Regions from separate parts of the Mus musculus genome. Here region 2 is linked to region 1. The links are chromatin contacts, called in public Micro-C maps. All regions are on one chromosome and are shown on one strand. Each heading gives the region's core, a stretch centred on a gene start, on an enhancer-like site or on the middle of the called end of the contact. The rest is flanking DNA. Distances are from core to core; before and after follow the strand shown. Region 1 holds the start of Rcbtb2 (regulator of chromosome condensation (RCC1) and BTB (POZ) domain containing protein 2). Region 2 holds the start of Fndc3a (fibronectin type III domain containing 3A).

Evidence for each region. A called contact is a pair of places that touch in the nucleus more often than the background predicts.
Region 2: a Micro-C map of embryonic stem cells shows a contact between it and region 1, with 4 times the contacts expected there. The contact joins the promoter of Fndc3a here to the promoter of Rcbtb2 in region 1. A contact is called at or near these places in 10 of 39 promoter capture datasets (the 3T3-L1 cell line, the C10 cell line, embryonic stem cells and 5 more), 2 of 484 Hi-C or Micro-C datasets (both in embryonic stem cells), 8 of 115 datasets of contacts at active chromatin or transcription factors (acute myeloid leukemia, astrocytes, bone marrow-derived macrophages and 5 more) and 2 of 9 other capture datasets (adipose tissue and liver).

The regions. Positions count from the first base shown.
Region 1 is chr14:73,140,562-73,145,528 of GRCm38.p6, forward strand. Rcbtb2 (regulator of chromosome condensation (RCC1) and BTB (POZ) domain containing protein 2) reads left to right here and starts at 1,949. Exons shown (of 15, transcript NM_001170694.1): 1 at 1,949-2,032.
Region 2 is chr14:72,707,893-72,712,859 of GRCm38.p6, forward strand. Fndc3a (fibronectin type III domain containing 3A) reads right to left here and starts at 2,111. Exons shown (of 26, transcript NM_207636.2): 1 at 1,826-2,111.

The DNA.
Region 1 (4,967 bases), core at 699-3,198:
TCACTGTTTCAGGCTTGATACAGGCTGATGTTAAGCTGGTGCAAATTAGACCACAACATTGTACTATAAACATCTACAATACTCAGAGCCCAACCTGCCTGTTGAAATCTGCTCTGCTCGTCCTAGCACCCCACCCACAATCTCCGTCCTTGTTCTTAAAATACTGGGAAAGGCTACTTTGGAGCACACCACTGGCCAGAAATTTGTACAATCATTAGTCAAAGAGCATTTTGTTCAGAACCCTGCTGTTTCAGGCACAAGGAAGAAAGAGCTGAAGAAACTAAAGCGTCGCCTGCCCTTTTGGGGGAGGGGTTCAAATGTTTTCTCTTTCCTCCAGCTTTACATAGAGCAGTGAAAAGGGTCACTCCCCAAGCCTATCACTAGACAGGTACCCTATGAGCAGACAGTATGCTACCCTAGCTCCGTGACAACTCTGCCTTCTAGGACAGACATCCATAAACGCCTCTGAATTGAACTCATCAAAAAATGAAACGGGGTTATCTATGATGGTGCATGCCTACAACCGTATCTGAGGGATTGGTTGGTACGAAGAGTTCAATGTCAGTTTTAGCCATTTGGTCTCAAAATACTTTTTGTGTGTATAATTGCGTCACCTAAAGCAACTGCTTCAATTTCAGGTCTCTTGGTCCATCGTCATCATATGCCATCCAGGGTACCATGGGGATGCAGCAACTGTATCCCTGTACTTCTTAGATATACTCTTGTTTGTTCGTTTTGTTTGTTTCTTCGTTTTGGATTTTTGAGACAGGGTTTCTCTGTGTAGCCCTGGCTGTCCTGGAGCTCACTTTGTAGACCAGGCTGGCCTCGAACTCAGAAATCCACCTGCCTCTGCCTCCCGAGTGCTGAGATTAAAGGCGTGCGTGTGCCACCACCCCGGGCTTAGATATACTCTTAAGAGGTTTATTATTGAGTGAATATAGCCACTTACTTTGAACAAAAGGACTGTTGAATTCTCTATCACTTTAAATGGCTAACCAAAACATGCCTACTTCTTTGACTTACTTATAAGACTAACTTTCTTACATTGTAACATATTTATACCACTGAAACAATCCCTGCATTGATCATGGTATTTGTTGTTGGATCCTATTTGATGACATTTTATTTAGGATTAAAACAATATGTCATCTTTGTCAGGTTTTATCAACATGCTTTGTGAGATATTAAACAGTAAAATGCTCTATTTTAAAGGCAAAGATTTTGGGCCCATAAATTATTACGTGACACACCAACCTCACACTTTTTTCTGGCCTTCCACATCTAGTCCTAACTTCATTTTCTTTTCTCTTTAAGCCCAGCCCATTGTTATAATAAGTTCACAGACTGTTGTTTAGCCTAAGCTGAACTTTCAGCCTCAGGAACCGTGAACTTGCTCAAGACAAAGAGGGGATCAAGCCCGCCTCTTCCAAAAAGCCCTTTGTGGATCCTGTGACCCAGCTTGCAGTTACACTGCTAAGGCCTTCATTATCTGACCCACTTTTTAAAGTCATTTGGAAAGAAACCACATGGTCAAGAGGTAAAAGAAGCCCTGTGGAATGAAGAGATGGATTTGAGTCATCTCTAATCATATGGCCCAAGGCAAATTACCCAAATCTCCATTGTCTTCCCCTAAACTGATGTGTGTGTATATATATATATATATAAACACATACATATATATGTGTATATATTTATTATATATAGCACAATGTTTTAATGTATGTATATAATGTGAGGGCAAAGATCAAGCAAGAGGAGGAGGGATGGAGGCTACGATGTTTGAGGCTAACTTGGGCTAATACAGAGCCCCTGTTTCAAAGCCATAACATTATCTCTTCTCTTAGGACTTTCTAGTGCACACTGCTCATAACTGTAGCCACTATGTAGCATAGCAGCCTTCTTTCTGAGCTTGCTCCTCCTAACTGAAATTTGATCACTAGCCCCACAGGCTCCCTTCTCCCTAGTCCCAGTAACCACCTCTCTACTTTCTGTTGGTGCGACTTGACTTTTTCAGTGCTCCTTAATGAGATCCGTAAGTATTTGTGCTGTATGTCTACTTTGCTTAACATCCTCCAGGTTCATTCCAGATCGTCCCAGGTGACAGGATTTCCTTCATTTTAAAGTCGGACAGCTCTCTGGGCCCTCAAACAAGAGACAATGAGGTGGGCCTCCTGGATGGAGTTGCTAAGACTGGACTAGCGCGCACAGAATGCAATTAGCCTCTTATTTCGCAGCAAGCAGGAAAACCAGCGCCTTTGAATGTAAGACCTAAAACCAGAGAGACACAGCTTCCCCGAAATCGGGGCACTAAGCTAGAAAGCGGGGTCCAGCACAGGGTCCCCAGAGAGGCCAGGGTCGCCGATCCCGGCCGAGGAGGGAGGCGGGGCGCAGCGCGCAGCCCCCTCCCTTCTCTTTGTCCCCTTCCCCTTCCCTCGCTCCCTTGAACTCTCTCCTCCTCCTCTGGTTTCTCTTCTCGCTCCCGCGGCCCCCTCCTCCCCGCACGGCTGAACTCGAGCTCAGCCCGCCAGGCCGGGCCGCTTCAGGGGGAGGCGCCAAGTGTCTGCTGTTCTTGGCCCCGGGCGAGCAGTCCCCGCTGCCGGGGAGCGGAAAGGACGCGCGGCGCGGAGGTAAGCCTGCGTGTGGGCGGCAGGCGCGGGTGGGCGGGCGAGTCCCGGGGGCGAAGGCCAGGCGGAGGCCTCACCCTGCGCCCGGCCCGGTGCGCAGCCGCTGCGGGGGCAGGGCGCAGCGCCAACCCACCCGGGCCGGGGCCCGGCGCGCACGCGCGAGCCCGTGGACCAGGTCGCTGGGGTAGCTCTGGGTTCACGTCCCTTCCCGGGCCCTGGGACCGCGTAGCGGTGCGCATGCGCGCAGGCCCAGCCCGGGGTCCGTTTTGTGCGTCGCCCCGAGGCCACGGCTGTGGGGTTCCCGCTTCCAGTTGGGGGAACCCCTGCCCCTGGTGTCTCCAACCCTCCCGTGCACGCGGCGCGAGCTAGCGGTGACGTTTCCAGGACTTTCCGCTCTTTCCCGCCCGCAGCCGCCTCGCCGACCCCATGGCGGCACACGCTTTAGGCCTTTGGTCCCCGAAGTGGAGGGATGGCTGGGAAGGCCTGGCTGTCCTAAGGGTTTTCAGTCCTTTGGGCGTTGCTGAGGCCGGAAGTGGAGGAGTTTAGAGGTGAAAAACTTTTCCCGATGCCCCTTCTTGGCGGCGATGGAACTTCCGCCTGAGTTGAAGCTAGGCTTCCAGCCGCCTTTTTGCCTTTCTTTACAAGGTAAAGATTTAACTCGGACTGTAGCAGAGGACACCGAGGTGCTGCTCCCTTGCACACCCTGAGATTGCCCTGGCTGCACGGACTAAGCTTGGCCACATTGGGCCACTTGACGAGTTTGTTGTGACAATCAGAGAGATTTAATAAATGTGGCCACGTTGGGAAAGGGAACAAAGAGAGGTTCAGTGACCCAGGACCCCTTAGAGGCCCTAACTTGAAGTTTAGGTTTAAATCGTGAGCAAGGGGTGTATGTGCAGAGTTGGCCTGGTCCAGGTTTGGTCCGGCCTGTCACTGACCCATCCTGTCTCGTCTCGGCTTCAGTCACAATTCCTTGGAGTCCAAAGCCTGATACCTGAACGGAGAGGCGAACATGTTTCTCTTTAGAATTATCTTCCATCCTGATAGAACGGTTTTGGCGATTAAAGCCGAGTAAAAGAGACCGAGTTCACAGTCCTGTGGAACTTGGTTCTTTAGTGCATTCATGTGATGGTCACTGTTTAACGGTCATTGAGTCCGCTCTGTATTCGCACCTTCCTAGTAAAATCTGTCACCGTATTGGACAATGGCATGCAGGTAAGTCAGTTTCCAGGGCTACTATGGAGACTAGCAATGCCATAACTTCTGTGCTCTCTAGTCACGTGGTTATGAGTTAAACCGAAAAATCCCGATACTTTCAACTCTTACCTATACACTGGGAAGAGCAGTGACACCTGTCACAGTGGCAGTGCTGTAGGACTCAGGATGGAGCATCGAAGTATTCCCTCCTAAAAGGACTTTCCATTCACCACAGAAAATGAAGAAGTCAGAATCTTTCATATAGGAAAAACTAAGCAAATAACCTCTGCAGGTGTGCTCAGAAAAACTACGTAGCCAACTTTCCGTATCCTTATATTCTGCAACCGTGGATTCAACAAATCTTGAATTGGAAATATTAAGAAAGACCCTTGACTGGACATATAGAATTTGGGGGAGGGGGATTATTATTAACAATAAAATACATCAGCGTTTTAAATTTAGTTTTTTCTTTTAAGACGTGTACTTCACTGGCTCCGACTGGCCTGAACAATGTGTCAGGGTAGCCCAGGTTGGCCTGGGATTGAAGAGCAGCTTCAGCTTCTCCAGTATTGAGGTCACAGGCACCAAGCCTGGAAGGATAGCAACCACCCACACTAGTGTTAGTCCTAGGGCTGGCTGGAAGTACACAGGAGGGGGTGTGCCTGGCTGCATGGCACATTGCTTCTTTTGTAAGTGACTTGAACATTGACAGAGTATAGACTTGCTGGGGTTTGGGTCCTGCAGCAGTCTCACTCTACTCTGGCTTACTGTACCTTAATGTCCCCCGACATGAAGTCATGGAGATGACTAGTGTGATGCCATGATTTCAGCGATCCCTAGAGGTGGTTTTATATGAGCCAGACAAATGTAAGCGGCCATTGGCTGTAAAGGACTTAGAGGGGACATGGATGAAGAGGGACTATTTTAGGACATGAAGTGTGTGGTTCCCTTGAGGTCTTTCATTTAAATGAAGTAGATCAGACACTCCATGCTCAGGCACGAAAAAAACTATTATTCTTACGGTATACCTGCAGGGAATGCTCTTATTTCCCTTTGTCCATTGGAGATTATCATATTTAATTTCAGCTTTAACAAAGCTGAAGAGAAGTTAAAATGCCTAGTAGATATTGCTGTTTTCAAAGTTTA
Region 2 (4,967 bases), core at 861-3,360, 430 kb before region 1:
AATCATTAAATGTATGGTAAAATAAATCATCTCTCAATTACATGAAGAGGAAATGATGACACATCACACACACACATACACACACACAAAATCTGTGTTTTCAAATGCACACCATTAATTTGGGAGAAGAAAATTCCCCTTACAATCATGCTTCCCTGAGGCTAGTGTTAATTAAGCATGAGTTTCTTTTTCCTGACCACTGGTGACGAGGATTCAGACAGAAGGGGAAAAGGAAAGAGTTAAGGCAGAGGCATACAGGTGGCCAAAGGGAAGCAGCCTGAGAGAAAAACGTCCCACTTAACCTACAAAGCAAGCCTGGAGAGGATCTATGAAGATAAAACAACACAGAGAAATTTAATATGAAAATGCTAAAATTTTTAAACGTAAAACCTAAACAAGATTTTTCTCCCTATCCCCTTATCTTCTCTCCTCCCTTCAGAGGATGTTATTAGTGGTAAATTACAAGAGGACTAAATTTTTTTAAAAACCCAACGAAAAGCCATGTTTTAAAAGACCTTATCATTGCTTTCCAATAGGCCCAACACCTGTCTCCATGGGTAACTGATCTCATTAGTTGAGAAAAAAAAAATCAATTTAAACAAGAAAATGTTAAGAAGGCAGGGGGGTCATCTCTCTGGAACATTTTTAGGTGACTTAAACAACATTTCCGAGATGACAAGAATTACACACTCCGCAAATACACACAAACTAAATATTTATCTAAACACGGGATATGAGCCAGAAATCTCAATTTGCTTCTGTCTGACATATGGCTCGGTTTTGACTGGCATATGTTTCGTACTGATACTGGCAAAAGCATAGTGATTCAAATATTACAGAAAAGCTTCAACTGCTCTTTCATTCTTACAACTCATCTTAGCCAAGAGGCTGAGAGGCGATGCTTATTTGCTTCTTACAACACGCACAAACTTGGGTTTCAAGAACTGAAACAGACCACAATAGGATGCAGCAACATCATTATGTGGCTCGGTGTTTTTTAAAGTCTACCCGTGAGCACTTCAAGATTATAATACAAAAAGAGGGAAAGCCTTGTCCGCCTGCCACTGTCAGTTAGTAGACGGACAGCCGAGAAGGTGCCCAAAGGAACTTACAGTCTCACTAAAATAAATAATCTCTAGCTCACCATCCTTAGCACCCTCAGCAATCTCTCTCTCTCTCTCCCTCCCTCTCTCTCTCTCTCTCTCTCTCTCTCTCTCTCTCTCTCTCACACACACACACACACACACACACACACGAATACCCCCCAATGCTTTTTATGAAAGGTGATAGTTTAATAAAACTACAATTACCTATCACACACGGTAAAAGCAGCAAGCGCTAGCGATCTGACGTCGAAATTACTCGCTCCTTTTCCTTCACCCAGCGCGTGCCGCCCTTTCCCAGAGTCGTGTCAAAAGTTCACCCACGCAGGCTGCCGAGCTGGGCGAGCACCGCAGCCTCCCTTCCTCCTCGCCACCGACCGAACAGGTGGTTGCCTTACCTGGGGAAGAGGAGCCGCCAGGCACCGGCTGCGGCGGCCGCCCGGGCGGCCAGGCAGGCGGGCGCAGACCCGAAGGGCGTGTTTTCGAGGATTTAACCCTCAGGTGCGCAGGCAGCGCTCCGCTGTCGCCGAGCCCCGGCAGGTGTCGCGCACGTCCCCGCCGCGTCCCGGGTCCGTCACCCCGCGGACGGCGCGGCCTCGCGTGGGGGCGTCGCCCGTCCGCCCGCCCTCCCCGACGGGCTCAGCCCTCCGGCGGCGCGGCCCGCAGCCCCAGCCTAACGGTTTCCCCGACGCGGGCTCCGGCGTCCCCCTGCCGGCTCTCACCTCCGAATCCCGCCGCTCCGAAGCGAAGGAAGGCGGATCCCCCACCCCGGGCGTCTCTCCTGCGAGGCTCCGGCTCGTCCTCTCACTCGCTTGGCGGTGGGCCGGGGCTCCCGCGGCCGCCGCTGCGCTGACTGCTGTGGAGGGGGGTTGTTGGGGAGGGGTGTTTCCCGGCAGTGACGGCGCCGCCGCCTCAGCCCCGCTCTTCGCTCCCTCTCCGCGTAGCTCCCGCTTTCTGTTTCACCCGAGGGACCGCGAATGCCGCCGCCGCCATGATTACTACGGAGCCGGGAGGAGGAGCCCGGAGTCGGCGCGCCCAGTGCGGCTGCGCGAGCCCCGCCGACGGCGCCCCCGGCCGCCTGGACCCGGAGCCCCCGCGCGCGCACACACACACACACACACACACACGAGCTCGAGCGCGCGCACCCGAACCCGCTCGCCCGCCGCCCCGCAAGCCGAGGCTTCCCGGGCCCGCAAGTGTGTGTGGCATGCGAGCTCCGGTGCCGCTCTCCCAGAGCCCGGGAACTGTGCGGATGATTGACGTATCCGGGGCCCCACACGCCATTCCGAATGCAGTTTAGAAAGCGCCCCCCACCCACCGCCCCCAGAGACGAACCGTGTCAGCCCCTCTCGGCAAGCCCCAGAACTTAGGATGCCGGCAGGTGCTTTTAGAGGCAAGCCCCGGACGGGGAAGCGCCCCGAAGTGGGCTCAGACCTTCCCACTCCCAGACGGTTAGAGCCCCGGCATTTTCTAGCACCCACGAAACAGATTTACGTCTTTCAGAAACGCACAGCTTAAAGGTTCTGGACTCGGACCAGCCGAATCTAGTGGAAACCCGTTACCTTGACGTCTGCCACCGCGGAGAGCGAAGCGGAGGCGGCGACAATTTCCTTAAGCCTCGAGCGATGGGGGGGCGGTGGGGGGGACGCTGCAGTAGCGCCTGAGGGCCGGCCCGGACTGCTTACTTTTGCAGTTTCACCGGAAGCCTTAGGGAGAGGGTCGTCTTTGGGAACCTGAGTCCTCCCCCTGTCCAGCCAAAACTGGTGACTGATGAAACCAGGTTCCACGTCTGACTTGTAGTTCAGTTTATTGGTTGCGCTGCGTTTTAAGGTGGCAATCTTTTTTTTTTTTTTAATCATTTGACAGAAATCTCTCGAAGATGTACGAATTTCTTACGTTCTTAAAAAAGAAAAAAACAAAACAGAACTGGATAATGAAATTCTTAGTGGATCATTGAATATCAAATAAGATACTCAGACAGTACCAAAGTCCCATGGGATTGCAGAGGTGTGCGCGAGTGTATAAAATCCCCACCTTGGTGCTGTTTTATTTGCAGTGTTCTTACTTTTCTTAAAGACCCCTCACTTGGCTTGTGTTCATCTGCCTGTACATCCACTTTAACCATTTCTATTTTCCTGTGGTGGTGTTTTTTAAGCCCCGCTTTCTTCCTTCTCCACCTACTTTTTGCTATGGCTGCAGGCAATGATTGATCCGATGTTTGTATCCACAGCTAGCTAATGAGAGGTTATTTTTCTTCCCGTCAACAAGTAGGATAGTGATTCTATCAAATTGCATCTTGAGATATTTGGGGGTTGGGGAGAGGGGGCAAAAGTCCTTTCCCTGAGAGAAATGTTTCATTTTCTTAACTTCCAGCTTTGGCCCTCTTCCAGACAAAATTACTGGAAAGCTGAGCTTGGAATAACAGAAGTATAACTGCTCATTGTTTTGCAATAGGAGAGTTTATATCTGAATGTGGAGGACTTGTGTGGCTTCCCCTTACTGCTGCCCAACTCTTGTTCGGTTGGAGGCTAAAGTCTCCAAAGTTAACTCCAAACTAGTATTTTCCAAAGCATTGCTCTTGTAAACTTCGTAAAAATGCCGAATCCTACCGCTACTCCCTCAAGATTCTGGTTCCATGATTCAGTGGTAGACAAAAAATAATAATAATGAAAAAAATTAAAAATAAAAAATGAACTTAAGAATAACCTGCATTTTTATAAGTATGTTTAAAGCCCATCTACATGCCACAGGCAAAGTAAAAAATAATAGACTAGTTGAAGGAGACAAGGGCATGTAATTCAAGACATCACTGAAGTAGACCTAGACACTTTGATATGGTGCACAATGCTGTGAGGAGGAGGGGGAAAACTGAGGGATTTATATCCTTTGGGGAGAAAGAAAGACATAAATCACCCTAGCCAGAGAGACACAGGAATCTACGTTGGCTTTGAGCAGACATTTCTTTCCCTCATCAGTGAATAAATAACCATTTCCAACCTTCACCCTCCTTGAGTTCCAGCCACAGTGAACACTTTGAACACCATTCTTTCTTAGACTTGCCTCCTCTTTTCCTGCATACTGTCTCTACTCTCTGCGCATATTCCCATTCTTCTCTCTGCCTGTGACACACCACTTGACCCTCTCCACAGCACCCCAGGACAACTTAAAGTCCCTTTGAAGGGCTTTCCTTAAACTCTCTTAGCCTAGGCTGTGTCACCGAACCATAGTGTAAGCTATCACATCTACTTTCACATCTCTGCTCACCTGGAACCCAGACTCTTGCATTCAGTGCCAAAGTCCTCCACATCATCAGTTTCTTTACCGACGGGCATGCTACAAAATGTCCTAGGTTTGCAAGGTTTGGCCCAACTTCATGGTTTCCTGGTTCTTCAGCTCATCAAATCAAACATCTAACAATCCTTCCTGATATTTCCCTCACTCTGTCTCCCATATCTGTTGCTGTGCCAACTCCTAGAAATGTTTCCTCCAAAACCCCCCTAATGACTCCGCCTCTTTCCTGTCACTACAGAGCTAACTTGGTCTAATTGCAGATAATCTGTGTGTTCTCTACTTTGCAGCCAAAATGATCTTTCAAAAGGCAAATAAGACTATGTCACTTGTTACATAATACTTTCAAATAATTTATTATTACTCTAGAATAAAACTAGAGTTCTTTCGGTGACCTTTAAACACAGTGTCGTATAACTCTTCCCTTGCTTCCTGGGCTGAGGATTTCCTGACCATTTCGGTTTTTTCGGTTGTACTCTGATTGGAATAGTTGTATGCTCTGTATACCCGCCCTTCTTCCTTTTAACCGTTATCCCCTACTTACTCTTCAGGGCTCAGTTTGAATAGGACATTTTC